2 separate regions of the Gasterosteus aculeatus genome follow, and region 2 is linked to region 1. The links are chromatin contacts, called in public Hi-C maps. All regions are on one chromosome and are shown on one strand. Each heading gives the region's core, a stretch centred on a gene start, on an enhancer-like site or on the middle of the called end of the contact. The rest is flanking DNA. Distances are from core to core; before and after follow the strand shown. Region 1 holds the start of her6 (hairy-related 6). Region 2 has its middle 45 kb from the start of her6.

The links. Hi-C and Micro-C count contacts between places; a contact is called where the count stands out from the background.
Region 2: a Hi-C map of skeletal muscle shows a contact between it and region 1, with 9 times the contacts expected there. The contact joins the enhancer-like site here to the promoter of her6 in region 1. A contact is called at or near these places in 6 of 6 Hi-C or Micro-C datasets (blood and trunk muscle, liver, skeletal muscle and 2 more).

What each region holds. Positions count from the first base shown.
Region 1 is chr8:14,642,175-14,649,748 of fGasAcu3.hap1.1, forward strand. It overlaps her6 (hairy-related 6), which reads right to left and starts at 4,167. Exons shown (of 4, transcript XM_040185057.2): 1 at 3,257-4,167; 2 at 3,011-3,106; 3 at 2,813-2,900; 4 at 1,836-2,689. The coding sequence starts at 3,364. The coding sequence ends at 2,151.
Region 2 is chr8:14,687,380-14,694,953 of fGasAcu3.hap1.1, forward strand. No RefSeq gene overlaps it. Among protein-coding and RNA genes, the nearest start is that of her6, 45 kb to the left of the region's middle. Within about 2 kb of position 3,917, at least 1 of the 9 cell types and tissues checked has open chromatin away from gene starts, as enhancers often do.

The DNA.
Region 1 (7,574 bases), core at 2,917-5,416:
GCATGGCAGCTAACCCCCCCGGTCGTGTTGTGACATGTGTGCGGTCACTCCGGCAGCTCGGCCAGCGCACTGGGTAATTGGAGAGGCTCGTAAAGCTTTTCTCCAGAGGGAAAGAGACCTCTGAAGATGTCTGTGGGTGCGGGTGGGGTGGGGGGGGGTGTGTGGGGGGGGTCGAACGGCTGTGAGGTGGGGGTGGGAGGGGCTCGGCAGCTGGGTGTCTTCCGGGTCACACCACGTGCCTCCCAGACGTCCTGCGTCCAGCTGTGGCCCCGGGGCCCAGGGGCAGGAAGCTCGACACTGGTCCGAGTACAGCTGGAATGCTGTGGGAACGTTTTGTGTGTAGGTGTGTGCGTGACTGTGCTTGTTTGAGTGGAGAAGCTCCCGCTCAGGAGACCGACTGTTATCCTGTGCGGTAGGCCTTTCCTTGAACCCCCCCGCCGTCCCCCCTTTTCCTCTCAACACTTAACTCTCCACTACCTCACCCATCGTGCCCTTTGGCCAGGCATGTCCTCACCCAACACCCTGCACCAACCACGCACACGCACAGGCACGGTTACACACATGGCTTCAATCAAACCGGGATGCATGCCCCCCCACCCCCCCCCCCCGTAAAAAGGTGTGATGGAAATTCAAAATGATGGCACTTATCCACACTTTGTGCCTCTTAGCGCACTGATAATTGCAAACACCTGCACCCACCCCCACACCCCCTTCAAAGAAAGGCCACACTCGGATCGCTGGAGGGGGGCACACGCACCTGGGCAGCGCGGAGCACTACCACATGCGCGGCTAGATGGTTAACGTGTCCTTCTGCTGTCAGCCCAGCATCACTGGCATCGTCCCTGATTAAAGACACAGCCAGAGGCTCCTCTCGGCTCCGTGCTCTCAGGAGACGAATACGGCCGTTTACGTTGAAGCTGACATGATCAGTGAGTTTCTAGCATTTTTAGCTTGATCACTTCAAACTGACGCTTGACCGTGAGTTCCGTTATCCAGCTTTTTAATGGAGAGAGAGAGAGAGAGAGTGATTCAAGTGACACGTGTTTCTATCAAATCCTGAAGCGGCTGGTCGGACAAACTTATTTTACCCACAGATGATACCAAAGGCTCTCCAAAAAAAATACTGTCTCTGAGATAGAGAAAAACAAGAAATATATGTTCAGATTTCCATAAGCATTTCTTTAATAAGCCAGATACTATTCTAGAAAGCTCAACCACAGGAGCCACTTCTGCTCCAGTCCTTGACTTATGACACCGATCACACTGCAATGCCCTTCTGCACTGCTAGATGGCGTAAGTGACCTCTGTAAGTCTCACGTTTCCACCATGAGATGTGAAACCGCTGGCCTATTAGCAGTAGGTAGTTTAACTCCTTTGCATTGTTAATTAAACAGCTAGTCTCATTCCTGACTTCATTACTGAGGAAACAGAATTACAACAGCAGGTTCAGTAACACTGAGCATGAACGGTTGTTTTGCTAAAATGATTCTATATGTAATAGCCCATTTGTTGCAGAGTGAACCATAAACAAATACTACAGAGGAGAGTCTTGAATACCCAGATATACTTCATATTTACCTGTTGCTACTGAAGCTGCAGGCTCAACATTATAATCTCTCTTATGTCCACTTTTGACCCAACAAAACACTTGTTGATGTTGAGTTTGAACAGCACACTCAAAAGTGAGTATGACCTAACAGCATGAATGTTCTGCACAAGTACATTCTATATCTCAAGTAACAAATAACATGCATGAACAGGAGGAGATTCATATTATGTTTCACATAATAAGCAGATATTTTTTAGTTTCCCCAAACAAACAACTCAAGCGCGTGTTTTTCAATATCTTTACAAATTTATTTGTCTTCCAAAACGAAGAACATCATAAGAGCATCGAACATATCTTTGGCATCACACAGTAAAAAAAGACAATCAAATATATATATAAAAAAAAATGCAGTGAACGGACTTCCACAATACAAATCTCATTTCAATATGAACTTTACTCCCCAGTTGGCTTTACAAATATAGTGCATTCTCTTTCCATTTTACGAGAAAAAAAAATATCCAAAACAACTTTCTAACAATGAACAAAGAGAGAGAACTATTAAGTGTCATTTTTAAGTCTTTGTGGCCCCATTTCCAACTTCTCACCACGGTCGCCACACCGAGTCCGCGTTGCCCGACGGGGCTCCGGGGGACACCGCGGCCGGTAGGGGCACCGGCGTGCCCGCGTTGTTGGCGTAAACGGGGATGACGGGGCCGTTCGGCGCAAAAGCCGCGTTGGGTATGAGGAACGCAAACTGTCCGTCTGTGGCGGGCACGATCTGGAAACCGCCGTACACTTTGGTGGCGTCCGACGGCAAACTAGCCGGCGACGAGCCTCCTTTGCAGGTCACCGGGTTCATGGGCAGGACCTGCGGGGACGAGCCGGGGATCTGCATGGACTGGCCGAAGGACGGGTGGGTCGGTCCGGCGGCGGAGGGCAGCTGGTGCGGGTGTTGATGCTGGCTGGGGTAGTTCATGGCGTTGATCTGGGTCATGCAGCTGGCCAGGTGGCCGAGGAGCCGCGTTCTGACCTCGGTGTTGACGCCTTCGCAGGTGGACAGGAACCGGGTGACTTCATTCATGCACTCGCTGAAACCGGCACGATACTTTCCCAAGACAGTGGGGTCGGTGTTCAGTGCAGCTGTGGGGGGTAAAAAAAAAAAAACTATATTTAACTCGGGATATTGATATGCACAGCGGGATGGTTGGAACCGGCCCAGAGCGCGCGGTCTTGGGGGAGATCAGTCCGGAAAATGAGACTCACCGGTCATCTGAGCCCTCTGGAGGTTCCGGAGATGCTTCACCGTCATCTCCAGGATGTCCGCCTTCTCCAGTTTGGAGTGTCTTGAGCTCTGAGAGGTCGGAAGACACACATGGTTAGGATTACGAGCTCGCTTCCCCGATGTTTGACAGGGTCCTTTTTGAGATCTAATAATAACCGGGACGCTAAGTGAGTACTTACATCTTTTTTGAGCGCATCCAGGATGAGAGTTTTCAGCTGCCCCAAGCTCTCGTTGATTCTGGCTCTTCTCCTCTTTTCCATTATTGGCTTGGATGACTGAAGATAAAATAAAAAATAAAATATTAGATTGACTGTGCTGAATGTATCTTTGATTTCACTTTGTTCCATCCTGAAAGGTGGAGTCTCTCCAAAATGATGTCCAAAATGAAATGTTTTTAAGAGGAAGGGGACATGTATTATACCAACCTTTCTGTGCTCAGATGCTGTCTTGGGTTTATCCGGAGTAGTGTTCATGCTTGCCGGAGTTGCAGCGACCGGAGAAGAGGACGTTTTTTCCATCATATCGGAAGGCATTTTTTCTTATCGGAAATATCCAACAAAACCACAGCAAATTACGATCCAGTGGTGTGGGGAGGAGGGGGGGAACCCGGATGATGAATATTTTCAATATTAAAAAGCCGCCTCTCCCTCAAAACAATCCTGAGATTTGTATGGTATCAAGTTAAAATCCGTTGGAGCGACGCGCAGCGGCAGCGGCAGCGGCGGCGGCAGCGGCAGATAACGCGGGCGGATGCAGAGTCTCTCTGTCGGTCTGCCCGCGTGTGGCTTCTATTTATACCTCGCCCTGCACGCGAACGGCTCGTGTGAAACTTCCCCAACTTTCTTTCCCACAGTAACTTTCCACCAATCAGGGCGAGGGACACGCGGCCCAAGGGAGGACGGCTCGTGGTCGGCGCCCTCCCATTGGTTGTCCGGCGCGCAGGAGCCCGACGGCCAATGGTGCGGGGCCCGGGTTCGGGGCTCCTGCGCGGGGAAACCGCCTGCAGTCTTCAATCATCGTACCGTTTACATATTAACAGCGCGGCCGCTGACTGGCATCGCCACCAGGAGCGGCCAAGGGGGGGACTTTTTTTTTTTTTAAATCTCCCAGACAGGAGATAAGAGCAGAAAACATAATGACACGGAATACACAAAATAGCAGCTGTTATAAATACTGTACATTTGCATTTAACAGCACCATAATGATGATGATCTCACTCGACACCCACAATCAAAGTCATTTGGGCTGATTATGGTTTGGCCCGTTCACACAAGAGTCGCCCTCCTGCTTTCGTTGAATGTAGGTATCCTACATTAAATGGAAAAAAAGGAGGTTCTGCTTGTTTGCCGTTTAAAAACCACGACCGGGAAGTGGGGAGTCGTTTGGCAATCACAGTTTCAGTCATGTGGCATTGGAGGCGCAGGCGGCAACAGTTGCGTTCTCTTTTCTACTAAACGTCGCAGACAGTTACTGTCAGGCTGTGGTGACATTAGTAAATGAAACAGGGTTTTTTTGGGGGGGGGGGGGGCGCAACTCAAAGCCACGGGATGAGACCCACGCGAGGTACGCGTCGCCTCCAAAAACGACCGATTACGTCCCACGGAGAAATGTTAAAGTTAGCCTCCCCTCGGGGGGGGGGGGAAGGAAATCACATTAAACGCGCACACTCCCGTTTCCACGCCGCTCACCACCGCGAGTCCCGACTCTGCGGTGCACGTTTTGACATTTAATCACCCGTCGGTGTTGTTGAATGTGGAGCACGTGCCAGGATGTTTTATGAGCGGCGCTGGTTGGAGGTTTGGCCGCCGGGCTGCCGGGGGGCCGCCGGGCCAAGGGGGGTGGAGGGGGGGAGGAGGGGGAGGGGTATGTGGCGGCGGCGGTGGTTTACATTAGAGGGGAAGGTAAATAGCAGCTGCTGTTTTAAAAGCCTGGGAAAACCACGCCCACAGCGAGAGAGCTGGAGCGGGCTCCCTTATCGGAATGTGAGCCAGAGCAGAGATATTTCTGAGCCCGGAGAGCTCACACGATCAGACCGCTGCCGCCGCCGCCTCCTCCTCCTCCACCACCTCCTCCTCCTCCTCCTCCTCCCCGCCTATGGTCGCCCCACAGCGTTCAAGGCTTTAAAAAAAAAAGATTCCACGTCCTGATTTCGTTTAATTATCGTTGTTGCATTCGGAGAGACGCAATGAGCAGTGCCGAGGAAAGAAAGAGCTTCAAAAAAATACTTTTTATTGACTGTGATCACAAATTATAATTAAATTATACACTGTGTTTAGGAGTCCTGTGGGTATTAAAAGTGTGAAGACCGAGGTGATAATTGGCCTCCTCCCCGAATATTACTGTGTTTTCTTTCACTGAACTTTACTAATTTAAGAAAAAAAAAAAACACTTCCTCACCAAGAAAAGACTGAAGTCGACCGATTAAAACATCATCGATATTCTATATTTCAGAAACAAACAAGTGAGCCTCCTTTCCCTCGAGGAACTCTACTTTCTGGCTCACTTTTTCCGAATAAAAGTTTAAAAAAAAACAACAAAAAAACCCACCGTCAAACATTCAACACGTTCGAGTTTATTTGACAAATATACAAACGTGTCGATGGTGTTGATATAACGGGGGAAAATCCATCCATTACGATCTACTTCATTTTCTACTCCCAAGTAGCTGGAAGCACGACTCTCCGCAGAGCGCACGCACCTCCAGCTGCTGCGGAGACCGCGACACGTGGCGCGCAGGCGACCGGGGGAAGGCGCTCCTCTCGCCGGCTTGCCGCCTGGATCTGCGGGGCGTCGCCGGCGCCTGGCCGCAAGATCGCGAATTTGATAGGCAACACTGAGCTGCGCGCCGCTCCAAAACCTCGGCTGAACCTCGCGAGAGGCGCTGGAATGGAGTTAATAAATGCTTGGAGACGGAACCGGAGCACGCAGTCGTACATTATGATTTGTTGGAACTGTAATTGGCACAAGCAAGCATTATGGGATCTGACGGATAGAGCGTTTGTTTAAATAAGGACGACTGGACACATTAATGCATATAAACACACCACGATTTGGCGACGCCGCTTTTAGGCTGTTGTGGAGATCGAATCGACCATATTTAAGCATCCAAAGACGAGTTCTCGTTAAATGGCTGGTTAAAATTAGGATTTAAGTGAGACACACACGCGTCCTGCAAACTTTTGGCAGGAGGCAGTCTGGTCTGAACTTGTGCCTTAACCAGTTCTAATCCCATACATGCTTTATGCGCAACAGCGCTCCCATGTCAAACACATCACTAACATATCTCATTGTTGTGCGCTGCACACCTGAGTCATTTCCCCCCGCACAATGGCACTGACGGGGCTCCAAAACAAACGTGCTGATGTGAAGCAGTGTTGGTTTTGAATCGCTCTCCGCCTGAGCGACTTTCTCACGCTCATGTTGCAGGAGGTCTCTTTGCCGGTGAGTCACGGAGCTTTGGGTCTACCAGGTGCACCTGGAGGCCGTCGGTCCCCGGAGTGTTACCTGTTGCCATGTCTCAACTCCTGTAGGGCTAGAAATCTGTGGGAAAACAGGCGGACTAAAAAAAAGGAACACAGCTCTCCGTTGTGAAAGCGTCTGATCACGTGGTGACTGTTTGGAGATACTTCACTGATGAAAAAGACAAATAGTCTGCCCTGCAGGCAGGAAAGTAAACAAGCATGAGTGCTTTGCATGTTATATTTTGGACACACCGTCCTTACTCCGAATTCTCACGCTCTTTTTACCTGTGACCCCCCCCCCTCTCCTCTATCACTTCACCGACCCCCCCCTGCCCCTCACCCCGCTTGATCTTTTCCCTCTCTTCTTCTTTTTATCTCTTTTTTTATAGCACCCCTCCTTACCTCACTCCTCCTTTTATCTCCCTCTTCCTCTTTTTTCATTCCACCGCTCCTTGTCTTTCCCAGGCCTCATATCTTTATTGAGCCCCCTCGCCCACTGACCTCCACACACCGCAATAACGCAGCAATAATGCAATTAGGCAGGGAGATTGTGCGCCTTGTGTTTGTGAAAGTGTGGGATACTCTGCTCGCAAAACCGGCTGTCACCCACTGCTCATGCCTTAATGTGTAAGCCATTGGTGAAAGGAGCTTCTGCCAGTAGGCACTCCCGATGCCACGAGGGTGCCATGGTTGACAGTGTGTGTGCGTGTGTGTGGCCGTGTGTGTCTGTGTGCGTGTTTAGGGCTTTGGAGTTGAAGTTTAAATGCCTATGCTGGCATATAAGCTTCATTACAGGCTGGCAAAAGGAGGAGGAAGTACGAGCCGGCAGTCAGACAGGACGCATCAAGGCCAGCCCTGAGGTGTCATCTGGCTGCCGCTGCCAAACTCAGGGTGGCACTGTGTTGACGCAGCCGGCTTTCCCAAGAGCCTGCCACACTGTGGTTGAGTGACTGGACTTATCCAACAGTTCGCGGTGTGATCGGCATGGTCAACAAGTCACCAGACGTCCTTTCATTTCCTACGGGGCTGAGAGGCCAATGTGTGCACAGTCACTGCGTGTCAACAGCCTATGAACTTTGCAGCTTGGAAACGACACAAGAAGCTTTTCGCAAACAGTCAACTGTCGCCTCGTTCTCGACAACTTTGTGCAACAGCGCAGGAGTGAAGATGCTGGTGAATAGTTGCGTGTGTTACGTATTTATGATCTCAATTCATCATTCTTCATTCAGCTTGATGGCTCAGTTCTGTGTAAATGGAAGAGTTGTCTATATATCTTATATGT
Region 2 (7,574 bases), core at 2,667-5,166, 45 kb after region 1:
TCCTACATATGTGTCCTTCCACACAAACTCCCACACACACACACATCCATCAACAGTAATGAATGCTCAATCTCCCACCTAGTAACTCCCACACACACACACACACACACACGCCGACTACAACAACAGCCCACTCCCTCCTACGCGCATACACACCCACGCTCACACACTCTTTACCCCCCTGCGATGCCCTTTTTGCACAGTCAGCCTGATGTAGAGCTTAGTCAGCAATCAACCATTTGTTTGTGTGTGTGTGTGTGGGGGGGGGGGGGGGGGAGGGGGGGGGGCTGCTGGAGCACTCCAGGAGCACTGTGCTGAAGGAGGGAAGAGGAGGGCCGCCTCTGGAGGGGACAGATGGACAGAGAGAGAGCTCCTGGGCAGGTAGTCATCCCCAGAATGTGGGGGCGTCGTTGGTGGGGGTGTGGGGGGGGGGGGGGGGTCTTACTAGGGGCTGAATGGCCTTTAAATGCCCCCCCTCTAACAATCCATGGAGAGCGCCTAAAGGGAGACTATTGTCAATGAAGGCTCAGCCTCCCTCCTCCTCCTCCTCTTTATACTGAGTGGGTGCATCATAGGGAGATGAGCGCCTACAAACACACCTGCAGGAATGTGCAGGAATGAATATGTAGCGAGTCAGCAAATGGACATCTGCTATGTGGGGACACGCGGCCTTCCTCAGTGAATATGAATGACATTACTCCACATTTGCCACTGCATTAATGGGATGCTGGGAGTGCTTTCTGAGGCAGAAACTACAGCTTTGTGTGTTGACTACCTGCCAGGCCCAGATCCAGCTCTGACACTAGTTGATTTTAATTGATGCCAGACTGCGGCGTACTCTCAGCGACCTGGGCAGCGTGAGTGCAGCCCCGCAGAATCCTGGAAAATAATTGAAGGCAGAAGACAAAAAAAAAAAAAAGGTCCACCGATGAAGCAGAAAAAGAGCGGCAGAAGCTCAGGAGGAAGTTGAGACAGGGCATTAAATCGCCGGTCCCTTATTCTGTCAGCGTCGCCACCGGCACATAGCCAATGTCAAAAATTACACAGCAGCTCCAGCCAGCAGGCAATTACAGAGAGGGGTCTATGAGTGATGCCCGCGCAGGGCTGGCTGGCACTCTCCTCACTGACATTCACAGAGGTACTTACAATGTGCAGCACGGGCTTCTTTTTCAGATGAACCGGGTCCAAGAGCCGCTCCCAAGGCCCCCTTTCTGTTTTTAACAGTCATATTTTCGTTAAATATAATCATTCTGGCATAAATTGCTAGTTAATGACTGTGGTTGCACTCAACCAATGAGTGATAGACTCGGGGCGGAAGAGCAAGCAAACGGAAAGGCTGAGAGGAGGAGGGAGATAAAGGGTGAGTTTTCCCGCGACTGTCTGGGCTCGGTGGCGGTCCTGATGGCACCGTGTCAGTGTCATTACGGGGGTGTGTGTTCAGGAGCGGTTTCAGCCCAGACGGACATGACACACACACACACACAACGCTTGTCAGGAGGCCACCCACGCCTGACATCGGGAGAGTGCCAGGCCCTGACACATGGAGCGTGGTGAGGCGACAAGTTCGTCAAGAGACGGATCGGTGCCTCCTTGCCACATGTCAGTCACTATCTCCCACAAGCTCACTCTCCCCCTTTTTGTCTCCCCCTCTGTCAGTGTGTGATTATGTTAAACTAATCGTTTATGTTTCATGAACACCTCCGTAAAAAAAATACATCTTCTGAGGAATGTGTAAGTGTCGATGGATGCAGTTAAATGGCGAATGGCGGATCTCCCTGGAGTGTATCCTCATTATCCGTGTCATTTATAATAACACCGGCGGGCAAAACTCCACTTTCCCATTTAATAACTGACAAAGCACAGATGTGGAGACGGTGCCAGGGGTTGATATTGCCAAGTGTTGGTCATTTATTCTCCTCCACACCCCACTACTCATCAGAACCAACATCCTCCAAATGTTCCTCGTGGTTTTCTTGCGGTGTGCAAGACCTCAAACAAATGCTTAATCACCTAACTTTACTGTTTGTCCCGACTGGAAAAGTAAACAAGAGGCACACTTAGGCAGGCGTCTTAAACAAGCTGAGGAGTGTAGGAGGTTTCCAGAAATAAACCAGAGCATGCAGTTAAATCACAGCCGAGGGAGGGTCAAGTGTGCCGGGTATCAAAGGGAGCCCGTAAAAAGACTCCGTCTGGTTTTTGCATTTCGACAAAGGAGGTAAATGTGGCCGAGATATCATGCCGCCGCCGTTTCCAGGGAGGGGTGCTATCGCCAGCGCTTACAGTAACTCAATCCCTGTTCAAGCCTGTGGGATTTATGGCCGCTGTTAAATCGGCCGTTCTCAATTCTGTGCCAGCGAAACCAAAATGATGAAGGTTTTCATTCCTACGACTCACTCTTGCGGCGGATTTTACAGATTTTCATAAGTCAGAGGGGGAGAAAGGGGAGCAGTCATTAATTGACACCGAAAACCTGCACTTTCTTTCGGTCTCGATGTTTGAGAGTTTGAATAATCATGTCCACAGTATTACTTCACCTGTAACCGCAACCATCTGTGCCACCGTCCCCGTCCCCTCACGTGCCATTTGATGGAGGTCTCGTGGTCGGATGCTTGTACGTGCACTCGCTATCTATCTTCCTGGCCGTCTATGAGATGAAGCAACGCGGCAAACGGGATAATCCCTTGTCAACATGTTGCTGATCCTGGGATTGGGCTCGCCCTGGGCCCTGATCTCCCCTCTGCCTCCCTCCTCCCTTCATCACTGGGTTCCTCAGGCCAACATGGGCCCTGACAAAGCCCTAATCCATCACCTCCTGTCAGGGAACGGCAGCACCGCAACCCCCCCTTCTCCCCTCGTCCCCCCCCCCCCACCTCTCCCCAGCCCACCCCTCCTCGACATCGTGGGCCAGCATTTGCCTAATCCACTGGACCCGGGGCTCCATGAGAATGGAGCGCCCACATGGCTTCACCCCGGTTCTGTTTACTCGTCCCATCTGAGTCAACACACACCCCCGGAAGGAGGAACGCCACAGAAAAGAGGGACACACCGTGAAGCGCCTGGACCTATCGTGACCTGTGCATTGCACCCACCAGCGGAGGAGGCTTTACCTTGGGTGGTGATCTGTGTAACTGTCTGGAAGGCCTCTGGTGTGGTAATGTAATCCTTGGAGCAAACACAGGCCCCCTGACTTCTGAAGGGTGTAGCTCGCTGTGTGGATGCCTCGTTCAAGGGGGAGAAGCACACTTTGATGACCGTCCACATCTGTGAATTGACAGCTACAAAAGATGCGCACAGCCTTCAGGGTGCAAGAACACTACTGGATTCTGTTGATGATATAGTTGCATGGCGGAAACATGGGAGGGAAGTGGAAATCATATTTGTACTGCAAAAAAAGTGGTGCGTCAGCTTCAGTGTTTTTCTGCAGATTGATACAATGGTTTATTGTTTGCAAGCATAAACAGGTGAAAGCGGAGTCTGGCTAATGTTTGCAAGAAAAACGGAAGATGATGTTTGTTTGACTTTCACGTAGCAAGAGAACAACATAGTAACACTTCAATGTCTGCATGCATGACAGCAGCTCAGGAGTCAACATGCTTTTGTTTTGAGCGGAAACGCCAACGACGCTGATTAACGTCCTTCATCCCTGCAGGCAACCGCAATTTGAGCAGTTGCTGCTTAATAAATTACAGTGTCAATGGTTTCTATGTATAATGCGTTTGTGCCGGGGACGTTTTGCTCTACATTCATGTGCACATGATGTTATCTGCTGAAGACACTGCTGTGTTTGGGTGGAAGCGTCCACGAGTTGATCCTCGGAGTCCTCCAGCCTCCAGCATAAGCATTCAGAGACAACACCTCCCTCTAGTGGTGGAGGTACGAACAGCATGTTCAGCTCTACTATTTCCACGGGCAGGATAAGAGTTGTACATCATCATTACAGTGCTACTCCATGTAACGCATGCATTATTTTAAATTGAACATTTTCACAGTTCATCACATACATTAAAATGCGTTTTTTGGATTTTGTGTTGTTGCTACTATTTGATGTAAAAATTGTCAACACTTGAATCTTGAAAACTTGATCCCTGCATCATGTTTGACAGGCTTTTGCAGTGATACATACTGAGCACATAGGGTGAAAGATCTCACGACCCATTCTCATTTCAATACACATAGGAGGGAAAATATTAATTGTATTTTTATTCATCAAATTTAAGTTGCACAAAGAAGCTGCACACAGACATGTTTGCATTTGTTGTAGTTCTTCTCATTTAGAAAGACCCACTAAGATCAACGCAACAACTTAAATTGCAAGTGAAAGTTTTTAAGAAATCAACGGAAAAATGTCTCCTAGACCATCTGAAGGAGATCAAAGGATTTGGGCGGGAAAACAGTGTGACACTGAAACCTTATGAAAGTTACATTGTATTGAATGACAGGAAAAATGCTCTGACATTTAACAATGATTAGAGTTTGAGAGGAATTCCAAAGGACGATTATTAAAGATGCTGATGCACTCAGTAAAACTTCCCAGCAGAGAGGAAAAACACACCTGCGCCTGGAGGTGTGGGCGCCACGTGCAGAGGGAACTGAACTCCGGTCTCACTCCTTCTCTCGTTTCCATGCTTGAGTTACCTTCGCCGTCTCCCTTTATCCCGAACCTGTGATGAGCACCAGTCCCTGAGGGCCCATCAGCGCAGAGTTTCACCTTCTCTGCAACACATATTGTCTGGCCTGAGATGAACAAACAAGGAGTTCTGGCTAGAGAGGGAGTTATTCTGCCGTAGGGGGAGAGGGAGCTGGATATTTCGGAATCTCCTGGGGCTTTGTTGGCATCCCGTCCGGCTTTGTTATCGGCTCCAGTTGGGAATTAGGGGATATTCGAGGGGAATCCTGGGCTGCGGGTGGGGTGGGGTAGACTTGGCAGTAAAATGTAAGTAAAATGTGCATTTGATTTGTGATCCGTGTACAGGCTTGTTATGGTTGAATGATTTTGAGTCAGGATTTTTAGGATCATTGTGAAATATGCTTTTCATTTTGGTAGTATTTCAGTTATAAAACATTTTTTTCATTGCTCCGTGCTGAATGCTGATTACGCCTTACGGTAAGAAAAAGATGTTCAAAAGCTGAACATCTGTAGCCTTCACACATTCATGTGATGTTTTTTTAACTTTGTCATATATTTATCTGTTTTTTTTCAAAAGAGTTTTTATCATCATGTGCGTCTATTAAAAAATATGCTTTGTGGACATAGACTTCTCCCTGTATTATACCCTGAACCTCTGGCTCCCCTAAATGAGTCTGCCCAAATCACCTCATCTGGCAGACGGAGGACGTGATTGGTTTTCATCCACAATTTTATTCATTTCGGTTACCGCCCAGAACTTGTGATCATGCAATGGAACGAGGTTGATTTATAGCTCAACTCAGAGTGTGAGTGTGGCTGGTGGAGGTCATCCGCTGGTCGTCGGATTGGTGGTTTAATCACTAGCTGCACATGTTCAAGTGTCCTGTAGCAAGACTTAAAACCTCATTTTCATATAAAAAAAACAGCCGGTGCTTTGTATAGTAGCTTCAGGCCATATGTGAGCATGAGTGTACGTGAATGAGTGATGAGAGTCAAATTGTAATTTGCTCTATAAATGCAGTGCAGATCATGGGAGCCACTTGTAAAACTCAGTCCGGCTATACAAAGAGGACCATTTGATAAAAGGTTTCAATGGTAACACTGATTTAATCAACTGAGGTTGATGTTATTGTCCTTGTGTGTGTTGATAGAAGTAACACAGAATAATCAGCCGAGTTAAATCTTTAAAAAACCCACAGCATGAATTGAAGAGAAATGCACAGAAAACTAATTTGGAAACATTTAAACTTGTATATGGAACCAGCGGGCTCTAAGGACCCTTTCAATAACTCAATAGGTTTCATCTCAGCCCATCCTTCAGGTAGCTGTAGACCAGCAGCGTTGACGCACCTCAGGCCTAAAGCACGTCAGATATTTGTGATGATACGGGACCACCTTGCACCGCCTGCAGCCCCTCTGCTGCGCATGTGTGTGTGTGTGTGTGTGAGTGGGCATGTGTGCGTACATTTCATGCTTGTATATCACAGTGCCAGCTTGATCTGAGGACGCCCTTGTCCTCATGCATTGAGTCCTGTGTCCTTTTCACTGTTGTTCAGAGGAATTTTCCCATTAAAGAACCTGCTCAACTGCTCTAAATTACTTCACAGACTAAGCTGCCGTTGTCGTCACTTTAATCTCGCCTTTAAAGTCTTTAATCATTATTATGGCACTCTCGGGCACAATGAAGGCAATAGAAACATAAAGCCTCTCTCAGCAAGCTAGCACAACACTCTAGGACAGCTCCCACTACGGCTTTTGTAGGGTTTTGGATTACAGATTCATTTTTGCTTGACGTGTGGTCAAATTCATCCCTGGGAAAAGCCCTCAGTGTTCCCTCCTTTCATCTCAGTCTCATTTTCCAGGCATCTAATGGTCATAATCGAGGCGGCAATGCTGGGTGTGTGTTTGAAGGAGCGGTCAAGGAGCCCCTAATCCCCTCACAGACAGTTTGTAGTGGTGGCCCCCAATACAAGAGCTGATTTTGTTGCCCAACATTGCGAGAGAGTAATGTGGATTTGAGTTTTGGGTCTTATGAATACACACACACACACACACACACGGTTACACACAAAGGCACAAAAACTCTTGTGGGAATCCTGGGATTCCTGGCAGAAGGTCATTTCAATGCCTGAGTGAATTCATGGAAACAAAAACTCAGCAAGAATGACGGGTGACATTTTCAATAAAGCTTAGTTCAACAATCAACTGCGGTCTGTTGTAGAAAGGTGCAATTTATTCATTATAGTCATTTTCTATAAAAACAACATTTTCCCGATACACAGAAGTTAAGACGTACGTATTAACGGAATCCATGGGGACTTATAGGGAAGTATGAAAAACAAGATTATTTGACTAGCAAATGCAGTATATTCTTCTAGTTAAGAAATTCTATTTTAATAAATAAATAAATAAAACAAAAATAAATATACTAAAATACTAAATATACTAGTAACAAAATAAATGAACTAATACTAAATTGTTGTAAGAGTCACAATAGTTGGGGCAATTTCACTCAATGTACCTAAGTAGTTTGTTCTACATGATTATACCTGATTATGAAGTAATTAAAATTTTAACTTGCATAAAAATATACACCTGATGTGAAACACTCAAAATATTTGATGCTGATGTCTTATCCTGCAACAACTTACTTATGTAATATATTTTCTTCTTTTATGGTCAGTGGTGGAATGCAAACGTTTACTCATGTTGATGGATGTACTTGTATTTTCCTCGAGAGTTTCCTTTTCATTTTGTATTATACTTTCACTCAAACTTCATTACTTTAAATGATTAAATTACAAATTTACCTTAAAATTATTTGAGTTAATTCAGTAGCAATACAGCAACATATACACAACTACCACAACTAGTCTAATAAAACATTACACTAGTTGTGCTATTTTTATTCGACTGCCGTTATTCATATATTTTGATACTTTAAGTA